Linked DNA regions of Canis lupus: region 1 is linked to region 2. A link is a contact called in public Hi-C data. All regions are on one chromosome and are shown on one strand. The core of a region is the stretch at or near the end of the contact, and the rest is flanking DNA. Distances in the headings are between cores, read along the strand shown. Region 1 holds the start of SCAF11 (protein SCAF11). Region 2 holds the start of ARID2 (AT-rich interactive domain-containing protein 2).

The links. A called contact is a pair of places that touch in the nucleus more often than the background predicts.
Region 1: a contact with region 2 is called in a Hi-C map of blood, with 2.3 times the contacts expected there. The contact joins the promoter of SCAF11 here to the promoter of ARID2 in region 2. A contact is called at or near these places in 2 of 9 Hi-C or Micro-C datasets (amygdala and blood).

What each region holds. Positions count from the first base shown.
Region 1 is chr27:38,225,388-38,230,596 of UU_Cfam_GSD_1.0, forward strand. SCAF11 (protein SCAF11) reads right to left here and starts at 3,050. Exons shown (of 16, transcript XM_038577424.1): 1 at 2,859-3,050.
Region 2 is chr27:37,968,341-37,973,696 of UU_Cfam_GSD_1.0, forward strand. It overlaps ARID2 (AT-rich interactive domain-containing protein 2), which reads left to right and starts at 3,598. Exons shown (of 21, transcript XM_038577418.1): 1 at 3,598-3,840; 2 at 4,029-4,122; 3 at 5,346-5,356. The coding sequence starts at 3,749. It overlaps LOC102155300 (a long non-coding RNA gene), which reads right to left and starts at 628. Exons shown (of 2, transcript XR_005380073.1): 1 at 1-628.

The sequences.
Region 1 (5,209 bases), core at 1,800-4,299, 260 kb after region 2:
CAATGGCCCAAACTGACAAACCCTGTTCTCACAGAACTTTCATTAAAGTGAAGAAGAAATACAATAAACTTAAGATAGTAAATTATACAGTATGTTAGAAAGTGATAAATGCTATGTAGAAAATGTGGCTTAAAAAGTGGTAGGAAATGCGGGAGGAAGGTTTGGTTTTGACAGAGCAGTCAGAGAAAACTTATGTAGGAGAGTAGAAGTCAGTTGGACAAAGAATGAGGTAATCAAGTCGAGAGAGGAAGACGAGACTCAAAACACTCACAGCCTGGTAAACCATGGACTTGGATTTTACTATGAGAAGGGAAGCCAGTTAAGAAGAAAAGTAACATGATTTGACAAATTTCATCAGGATCACTCTGGCAGTTGAGCGTAAAAGACCATATAGGTAAGCAAAGGTCATAGTGAGACTTTTTAGGAAACTATTTTGCAAGTAAGAGAGGATGGTACTGTTTTCACATTTTACAGTAGAACCATATCTGCCTAAGTACTAGAATTAACAAATCTACGACTTTTAAAGAAAGACAACAATGACAATACAAAAATGAGTCTTGGTAATAATACCAAGAGAATACTAGGTATTTTAACTCTGAGCCCTACTCAGTGCTACTACCAGTTAGAATACAGATGCAAGATAAGGTGCAAACCTGCTAATTTATTCTTTCAGATAGAGAGTATAACTAAGAATTTAGGTTTGAAGCTTCTTTATTTCAGTGGGCAAGGTAAGTCAAGATCCAACACACATCACTTAAAGGTAAGGGTAGATGATGATGGTAGAGCTTGCAAAAGGGAAGTTAAAATGAAAATCATTCTAAGGCTGAGATTTTATTACCTCTATCTCTGCCACTCTCTTTAGTTAGGCTTTATAATTATCTCATTGGTGTATCTAAAAAGCTCAGTGTTAAGTCGGTGAGTAGTAGTGTACTCTCCTACTATTAAAACATGCTACTAATGGTGAATCAACATCAGCCAACTGCACGGTTTCCTCCTATAACAGCACAGCTTTTCAGGAAAATTGCCTAAACACAGGCTAGTGCCCAAAAAATAATGGGGAAGCTGGGTGACCCCTGAAGAGTTTCAGTCTTAACTCATGGATCCCACTGCCATTACCTAAAGACGTGACAAAACAAATCACGCTTAAAGTTTTCTCCATTACACGTTTCAGGCAGGCAATATATTTACCAACAATTTTCTCTTTGCCTCTACAGTTTTATTCCCCCTTGACATATCGAAAAATGTTTTTACAGCGTGAGTACACTGGAAGTAAGCAAACATCCTAATCTTATCCGACCAAAATCTTAAAATGTACTCAAAATCCTTTAAAAAAAAAAAAAAAAAAAAAAAAGCATACTCAAACTCTCAGGCAGAAAGGTCACCATCTGAACGTACACTGATTAATATACTTGCACCAAAAAAAAAAATTATAATGAAAAAGTGCAGCTACAGTTGAGAATAACTTTAAAAACTCCTATGGCATAAACTAAGCATATAAAAAGTAAATTCAGATTATCTTCCAGAGAAGAGTATAAAACAAACTCAAAGCCAATGCCAAATCTTTATCTGCTCAATCAATCAAAGCAACAAAAATTAAAATCCCACAAACTTCTTTACTGCAGCTTTTAACCAACGGCCAAAAAAAAGAAAAAAAAAAAAGGGGGGGGGGGGACGATTTAAGGCAACTGCCAAAAAAACAGGAAAGAGAAAGCGGCGGTCTAGAGATTTGAACCTTATCAAAATTGTAATACAATTAATTACCAATAAAAACAAACAACAACACAAAAACCACCAGTTACTGAAGAATGTTTCGCGTCCCATATTCTGAGGGAAGGAGCCACATGCTTGAATTAAGTTTCTAGAATGAAAACTGCATCTCTTCCTTCATTAGGCTTTTCCTGATTTTCCAGTGGGGGATTAAAAAAAAAAAAAAAATTCCCCACAATGGGAAAACCTAAGGCCAGCGTCCACCGGCCAAACCTTAAGGACCTCCTGAGCAGTTTCCCCCTAAACCCCTCGGCTCACGGAGGGCGTGCGGGGACGTTAGCTGCTAACACGGCCCGGGATTAAGGAAGACCGCGCGGTGTGGACGCTACGAAAATCCTCCACAGAAACCCGCTGAGGGGGGGCGGGGGTGGGGGGGGGAACTCTCACGATTTCAACACTTCCATCTGTATTCTAACCCGACTACTTCAACCGGGCGTTTACTTCCAAAGCAGGTTTTCCAAAATACGTGAGGGGGGGGAGGGGCCGGACGGCCCGCGCGATCCCCAAAGAAACGGGATCCCGGTAGGTGCGAGCGAGGAAGGGAGGGCGACGCATCCGGAGAAGTTCAGATCCGGCCCTTTTGTTGTCAGCCCAGGAAACGGGCTGAAAAGTCGAGGGGGTGGGGGTGGGGGTGGGGGTGGGGGGAGAAGAGTTTGAAATTCGGGGCGGGGGGGGGGGGGGGGGGGGGAGCGCGGCCGCCTCGCCCGCCGCCTCGGCCCGTCCGCGCGGAGGTCACGGCGCCGTGAAGTTTGGTCTCACGCGCGGGCCGGGACGCGGCTGACAAAAGCCAAGTCTCCCAAGTCTCCCAAGTCGGGGGGGCGGGCGTCGCGGCGCCGCGGGCAGCCTCCGCGGGCTCGGGCGGCGGGCGCGGGCCAGGCCCCGGCCCCGGGGTGCGGACGGCGCGGCGGCCGGAGCGGGGCCTCCCGGCGGGGCGGCGGCGACCAAGGGGCCCCCCCCGCCTCCACAGGCGGCTCCAACTTTCCTCCCGGCGCGCGACGCCGCCTGGGCCGCGCGCAACCCGCAAACTTCGCGCGCCCGCCCGCCCCCCGCCCGCCGGAGCCCGCCCGCCCCCGCGGCCGGCCCGCGTTTACCTCAGGCCGAGGTGGAGGCGCTCGCTCCGGCGGGTCCCCGTCACGACGCCAAGTTCCCCAACATGGACTCCGCGGCCCGCTCGGAGTTGTCGCCGGGGGCGCCGGGTCGGGAGGCGGCGAGAGCGGCCCCGGGCTGCGCTGCTCCGCGCGACTTGCGCCACCGCTGCTCCCCCTCCCCCCGCCTTGTCTGGCCTCCTCCCTCCCCTCCCCTCCCCTCCCCTCCCCGCGCGTGCCCTCCCCCTCCTCCCTCCTCCCCCCTCCCCTCCGCTCAGCCGCGCCGCCACATGTCGGCGCGCTACGGTGACGACGGCGGCCGCGGCGGCGGCGGCGGCGGCGGCGGCGGCGGCCCAACCCGCCGCGCTCCCTGCCTCGCTCGCTGGGCCCCCGCGCGCGGCGCTGCAACGCTCCACCGGACCACTGGGGGGCGCCGGCAAACCACCCTTAGCGTCTCAGGAACGTGGCGGGCGGAGTGACGTCACGCGGCCTGTGAGCGGGAGGGAGAAGGGCGGCGAGCGGCGCGGGCTTCTGGGAAACGTCTCGCGCGCGCTGTCATCCTCCCTCCCCCGCCCCCTCCCCGCTGCGGACTGTGCGCAGGCGCCGTGAGGGAGGCGCTGCTCGGGCGGCGGACAATGCAGGCGGCCCCTGGGGGCCTGGGCGCGAGGTGGTTTGCGTGGCGCTTGCCGCCCTGTCGTTATGGTAACCGGGTAGCGGAGAGCGTCCTTCGGCTGCTGGGAGGTGGGGCGAGTCCTGCTCACCTGAGACACGCCCTCCGGGGAGGTGGGCGTGCGGGAGACTTGGAGCCCCCCTCCCCCGGCCTCCTCCTTCCCTCCCGGCGGGCGTTTAAAAGGTGCGGGGGGGACAGGTTCCCCCCGGGCCCCCCGGGCCCCCCGAGCCTACGCGCGACCGCGCGTCTTATTTCCAACAACAAAGAAACTTGCTGATGATTAACTTGGAGGCGGGCCGTGCGCTCCGGGCCCCGCAGGGCGACAGGTCGGCCGCCGCGACGGGAGCAGGTGCGCCTCGTGGATCCCCCGCCGGGGCCTGGGAGCCGCGGCCTCACCCTCGCACCGGCGGCTATTTTCAAAGCTCCGGACTCTTCAACCTCGTGGTTGTCCCTCCGGGCGGCGTCTGCGCGCGCCCGAGCGCCCTCCCCGCGCCCTCCCCGCGCCCTCCCCGCGCCCTCCCCGCGCCCTCCCCGCGCCTTCCCCGCGCCCTCCCCGCGCCCGCCGCCTCTTGGCGCAGGCGGCAGCCCCGCGGGGCGGAGCCCAGGAGCCGGGCCGGCCAGCTGCGCCGCGCGTCCCTAACCCCGCTCGCTCGCTGCCCGGCTCCGCTGCGCCGCTCCCCCGGCAGGCGCCCTCCCCCCGCGCACCCCCCGCGGACGTCTCGCTGCCCGCCTCACCACCCCACTGTGGGCCCGGGGACAGCGTCTCCCTTTGATAACAACCGCTCCTGGCCCAGGGCCTGTCACTCCATGAAAACTCGACAAGGAGTTGCTGGAGGAGTGTGTGAACGGCAGCCTTGTCCCTATCTCAAAGTCTCGGGGGGTTCACGTTGTGCAGTTTTTTTGATACGAGGTGTGGGGCTTCCGATGGGCTTTGCTGTGTTTGGAAAATGTGAAGGAATCGCGATCTAGAGGAGTTCACTTCCCCCCCCCTCCCCCCCCCCCCCCCCCGGAAGAACAAAATTTTTATGAAACGTCTTTCCCTGTCACTCTCAGAGGGAAGAATGCCCTAAAATTACAAGGTCAACGAGGACAGTGACGAGCCCTCCCAACAGAATGAGTGTAGCTTTGTCGTGTATAGAGGATAGGACCTCCAGGAGTGTAGCTTCAGGTGGAGGCTAACGGGGCAACGTTCTCCTGTAGGTATTTTACGTGAAAATCTATTTATTTGTTTAAAAAAAGTAGTCCTTGGGGATCCCTGGGTGGCGCAGCGGTTTGGCGCCTGCCTTTGGCCCAGGGCGCGATCCTGGAGACCCGGGATCTAATCCCACGTCGGGCTCCCGGTGCATGGAGCCTGCTTCTCCCTCTGCCTGTGTCTCTGCCTCTCTCTCTCTCTGTCTATCATGAATAAATAAACAAAAAAATAAATAAATAAATAAAGTAGTCCTTAAAATTCAATTAAAGGTCAAACGATCATATCTGCCAATAGAAAACCATAATTTCGGGATCTCTGGGTGGCGCAGCGGTTTGGCGCCTGCCTTCGGCCCAGGGTGTGATCCTGGAGACCCGGGATCGAATCCCACATCGGGCTCCCGGTGCATGGAGCCTGCTTCTCCCTCTGCCTATGTCTCTGCCTCTCTCTCTCTCTCTCTCTCTCTCTCTCTCTCTCTCTCTCTCTCTCTCTCTCTGT
Region 2 (5,356 bases), core at 2,348-4,847:
TCCAAAGTGTCATGAATTTAAATTCTATTCATTTAGATATACTTCAGGACTCCATTTTGAAGAGGACAGCTTCTCTTCAGAAAAGGCTTTTTGTTTTGTTTTTTCCAGAGTCAACTCTCCAGTGACAGATCACATCTTTCTTCTTCTTTTTTTTTTTTTTTTTTTTTTTCTTTTCCTAAAGGGCATTAAAACGTTAGTATCACCTTCCAGGTCTTTACCCTTAGAAATTAGTTCCTAAAAGTAAGACACACTATTGCACAGGCATGTGTGTGTACGCACAAACACAGACTGACAGACAGCAAACTGTGGCTTCCAAGTGGCAACCTCCCCCTGAAAAATAAAAAATAAAAAAATCTAAAAAAATGAAAAATGAAAAAAAAAAAAAAAAAAAAGAAAGAAAAAGGTCATCCTTCCACTCCGCGCTTCCCTACGAAAGAAGACCAAACAGCTCTGCCCACCGCACACCGGGATACTAGGGAAGATGTCCCAACGCCGGAGAACCGGAGACACTAGGAACGCACAGACCTACATCCCGACCGGCCGAGCTGTATCTCCGCGTCCGCGCCTCGGTTCCCAGGCCGGCCCCCTCAGCAGCGGCCCGGGGCCGGGGCCGGGGCCGGGGCGCGACCGGGGCGCGACCGGCGTCCGGGCCGGGGCTGCGGGCGTCGCCGCCGTCCGACCCCGCGGCTCCCCGGCTCCCCGGCCCCCGGCCGGCCGCGAGCGCCCCGAGCCCGCGACTCCCACACGGGCGACCGACGCTGCCGCGGGCTCCGGCGTCTCCAAACTACCGGAAAGTCTCGCGGCACGAGTGGCGCGGCTGAGGCGGAGACGGAGGCGGCCGCTGCCGTCGCGCGTCGCCCCGGCCCCGGCCCCGGCCCCTCGCGGCGGGCCGAGCGGCGCAGGCGACGCTCCGGGACGACATGGCGGGACGGGCCGGGCCGCGCCGGAGCTGCCGAGCCGCGGCGGCGGCAAGTGCCCCGAGCAGCCGGCCGCCGCTCTCCCTTCTCCCCTTAGTTACAGTTACCCCGGCGGCTGCTGGCGCTTCCTTCGAGACAATGAAAATAGTAAAAACAAAACAAAACAAAAAGCGTGGAGGGAAGAGACGTCGCGGACATTTTCCGTCGAACGCGGAAACTCGTTTCCCCTCGGCTCCAGCCCTTGAGCAGAATCTCCAAACTCCGATTGCATCCTCAGCCGAGGTATTCCATGTTGACAGATCTCTCGCCTCCCACAAAATGGGGCCGAGGAGGCGGCCGCTGTCTCCTCTATGGGCGCCGCCATTTTGTGAGGCGGCGGCGGCGGCGCGGCGGCAGCGGCCCGGGGTGTGTGTAATGGTTGAATAGAATGACCCCCTCTAGGGAATCCCCGGCGCTGACAGTTACGTAAGGGGCTGTGCGCAAGTGCGGCGTTTAGGGAATCCGCACAGCCCCGGCCACGCAGCTCTGCGGCCCACATCTCCACCACCCCTAAGAGGACCGGTGGGGGGAAGGGACAGATGACCTGGCCTCCCTCCTACCCCGCCCCCTCCCTCCCTCCCTCCCTCCCCCCCGCCCCCCCAGCCAGCCCGGGCCCGGCTCCTCCACTCCCCCAGCCGGGTCTCCGCCTTTCCCCGGCTTCCGTGACACTCACTGGCCCTCGGGTGTCAGGAACTTCCTAGCCACAGCCTCATTCCAATCCCCGTTGAAGACACAAACTTTACTTGGGAAATAAATCCGTTTCCTAGAGTGAGCACCGGAAGCACGCTGGGCTGTATTACATAATTTTTTTTTTTTTTATTCCCCCACCACCGCCGAATAAATGTTCCCATTGGAACCACTACCTGAAATGATCATCCTCCAGACCTTTATAAGCCTGTGACCTTGGGGTTACTCGGTGACTTTGCCCGTAGTGGCCATCGCTAAAATGGGAATGAGGAGACGCCTCCCGTTACAGCGAAGCCTCATTACCATTCGTGGCGAGGAGCCGACACCCCCTTGTAAATGCAAACTTAGGTGGGAGTATTTGTTGAGCTGATTAGCCTCCCTTTAAGCAGCCTTTTTCTTATTAACCTTCAGCGTTTTCTTTTTTTTTTTTTAACACGGGGATGGCTTTTGAGACGTTTGGAAGCAAGGGGGCACCAGGTCTTGCTATGTATTTATAAGCGCATCTATCTTGAAGGCACCTTAACGCGAAAATATAAAACGTTAATTATCGTCCAAGTTCAGAAGGTTGGCTCCCGAGCCGGTTTAATTACTGTTTTTGCATAACTCAGCATAAAATAATCTAGTTTGATAGGTGAAAGCGACCAGAGAGGCAAGACGACGTGGGCATCCGTGTATTTCCAGGAGAACTAGGACACACACACACACACACACACACACACACACACACACAGTTCCCATCGTATTTGATTTCCAGTTCGCTCAAGTTAGTTTGTGGATAATTCATGGAAAATGTGCTAATCAGGCCCCAAAATACTAGCACAAGGCTCGGAAACGCCGATTCCCTTAGACCCTCAAAAAAAAAAAAAAAAAAAAAAGGACTTTATTCGGATCCGTGAAGGATGCGTAGCGGCAGGAGCTGCCCCTCGGAGCTTCCCTTGCCCGCCGAGCGCCAGGCCGGTGCTGGGTGCTGCGGGGCCGGCGGGGACCCCGGGGCGGCCCTGGCAACAGCCGGGCCGGGGACGCGAACATCGCCTCCACCCCTAACCCTGGAACAACCGGTAGTGGCCGTTTCCCCGCGCCGCCCCCCTTTCCGCCGGCTTTGTGTGCGTGTGAAATGTGCGGCACATTGCAGATGAACCCTAAGCCCGGCGAGCCGAGTCTATTGTTCCCCGCGAGGAGCTGCCGGGGCGGTGTGGAGCCGGGCGCAGTGCCGCGGCCGGCCCTCGGGGGTCGCTGTGCGGCGCTGGCTGCCCGGCCGTGGCGGCGGCGGCGGCGGCGGCGGCGGCGGCGCTGGCGGCGGCGGCAGAGAGCGAGGCTGGCGGGGAAGGAAGCGGGCGGGCGGCGCGCAGCGGCTCGGCCGCCGCCGGTGCTTTCTGCCCGGGGACGCCCCGGCCGCCGCGGCCCAGGCCGCGCGTGAATGTGTGCGAGGGCCCCGCGGAGCCGCGGCCGGAATACACGCTGTCACCCCTCTCTCCACAAACCACCACACAGACCTCCCCCTCCCCACCCCCAGCCCCGCCTGCCCCAGCCCCGCCGCCGCCGCCGCCGCCGCCGCCGAAACTCCGGGCCTCCGGCCGCTCACCGTCGGCTCGCCCGGCCCCTCGCCCGCCCGCGCGCCCCCGGCAGCAGCCCCATGTTGAATCGCGTCCGCAGGCCGAGCCGCCTGGGCCGGCGGCGCTGAGAGGCGGGCGAGAGCCGGGCCGCGGGGAGGGAGGGAGGGAGGGAGGGAAGGAAGGGGTGGGGGCCGCGCTCGCCCCGCGGCTTCGCGCCGATCCGGCAGTCGCCTGCCCCTCTAGTTTCGCTCCGATTTCTTTAAACTTTTTTAGAAATTCCCCTCCCTCCTTCCCTCCTCTCCCCCCGGCCTCCGGCTCCCTCCTTCCCCTCCTCCTCCTCCTCCTCCCCCTCCCTCCCTCCCTCCCTGCGCCGCCGCCGCCGCCGCCGCCGCCGCCGCCGCCGCCGCCGCCGCCACCGCCGGCCCATGACTGAGCCCCGCCGCCGCCGCCGGCCGAGGAATGGGCTCCGGGCTCTGGTAGGACGCGCGGGGAGCGGGGGCCGCTTTTAAGACGCCGATCCGGGTTTTTTTTGAAACCTCCTTTGCAAAAATAATGGCAAACTCGACGGGGAAGGCGCCTCCGGACGAGCGGAGAAAGGGACTCGCTTTCCTGGACGAGCTGCGGCAGTTCCACCACAGCAGAGGGTGAGCGCAGAGCCGGGGGGGCAGCGCCGGGGCGAGCCGGGGCGAACGGGGCTCTCCCGCCCGGGCCGGGCGCGGGGTCCCGGCTGACAAGTGCGGGGCTTTCTCTCTCTCTCTCGCTCTCTCTCGCTCTCCTCTCGCTCTCCTCTCCTCTCTCTCTCTCTCTCTCTCTCTCGTCTCCTCTCCCGCAGGTCGCCTTTTAAAAAAATCCCTGCGGTGGGTGGGAAGGAGCTGGATCTTCACGGTCTCTACACCAGAGTCACTACTTTAGGCGGATTCGCGAAGGTGAGTGGAAGTTTTAATTCGTATTTCCCTCTCGCTGGCCTGCTCCGAAAAGTCTCCTTTGACCCCGGAGTGGGCGCTCGGGGCCCGGGGCGGGGGGGGCCCGGTGGCCCGCGGGGGCAAAAGGCGTTCTCGGCGCTCGCAGCCGGTGGCACGGAGGCGGCCGGGCGGCGGGGCTGTTTTTTTGGCCTGGTGGCTCGCGTGCGCGCGGCGGGGCGGCGGGGCTCGGGCGGGCGGGCGGCCCGGCGCCGGCTCGCGCCCTGCCCGCCGCCCGCCCGCCCGCCCGCCCGGCCGGCCGGCCCGGCGGGGTCCGAGCGCCGCGGCGGGGAGCGCGGGCGTGCAGGGGGCGCCCGCCCGAGCCCCGCCGCCCGGCCGAGCCCCGCCGCCCCGCGCCCGCCCGCCCGCCCGCCCGCCCGCGCGCCCGCCCGCCCGCTCGCTCGCGAGTCGGCTCCGCCGCGGCTGCCGCTCTAGCACAGGCGGAGACACAGAGACACACAGACTCTGAGAGCAGTTTTCGTGCAACTCAAAATTAGCGCGGGCAGGTTTCACATCGATAATCGGCCGCCAAATGATCCCGGCGGCCGGGGGCACAGCCTCGGCCCCGTCGCCCTCGGTTTATACGGCTAACAAAAGAAACCAGGACCTGTCTCCAAATAGCCATCTTAGGCTTCAAGGCTAGGCAGAAGCTGTAGGCCTCAAAGAAGGGCCTATGGAGATGGAGAGATGTGGGAGAGGGATCGGGAGCGGCCCCGGGCCCGGCCCCCCCCCCGGAACCCGCCGACGTCGCTGTCCGGAACAGTATTGATCCTTTTGAACTTTTTTTTTTTTTTTTTTTTAGTGTAAACGGACCGCGTTGAGATTTAAAAGGGGGCGACAGAGGGACTTGCGATTGGTTATTGTCCGGGCTTCAAAAACAAAACAAACCCACCAGTCTCCCCCACACACCCCCTCCCGGGCCCCCCGCCGCCGCCGCCCCCCCCCCCCCCAAACAAAACAAGTGCTATTAAATACAGGGCTCTCGGGTGAAAACACAGTGATTCGAGCCCCCCCCCCCCCCACACACACACTCCCTTGCTTAGTTCTCCTCACGGATCGATCCCAAACACCCACTGATGCCCGAGGTGGTGTATCCTCAGATCTCTGTAGAATGGGTATTTATTTCACGGTTAGGCTGCAGTCTCCCTGGACGGTGCACTCTCAGACAAGTGTGGCTGTGTTTTTAACAGGTTTCTGAGAA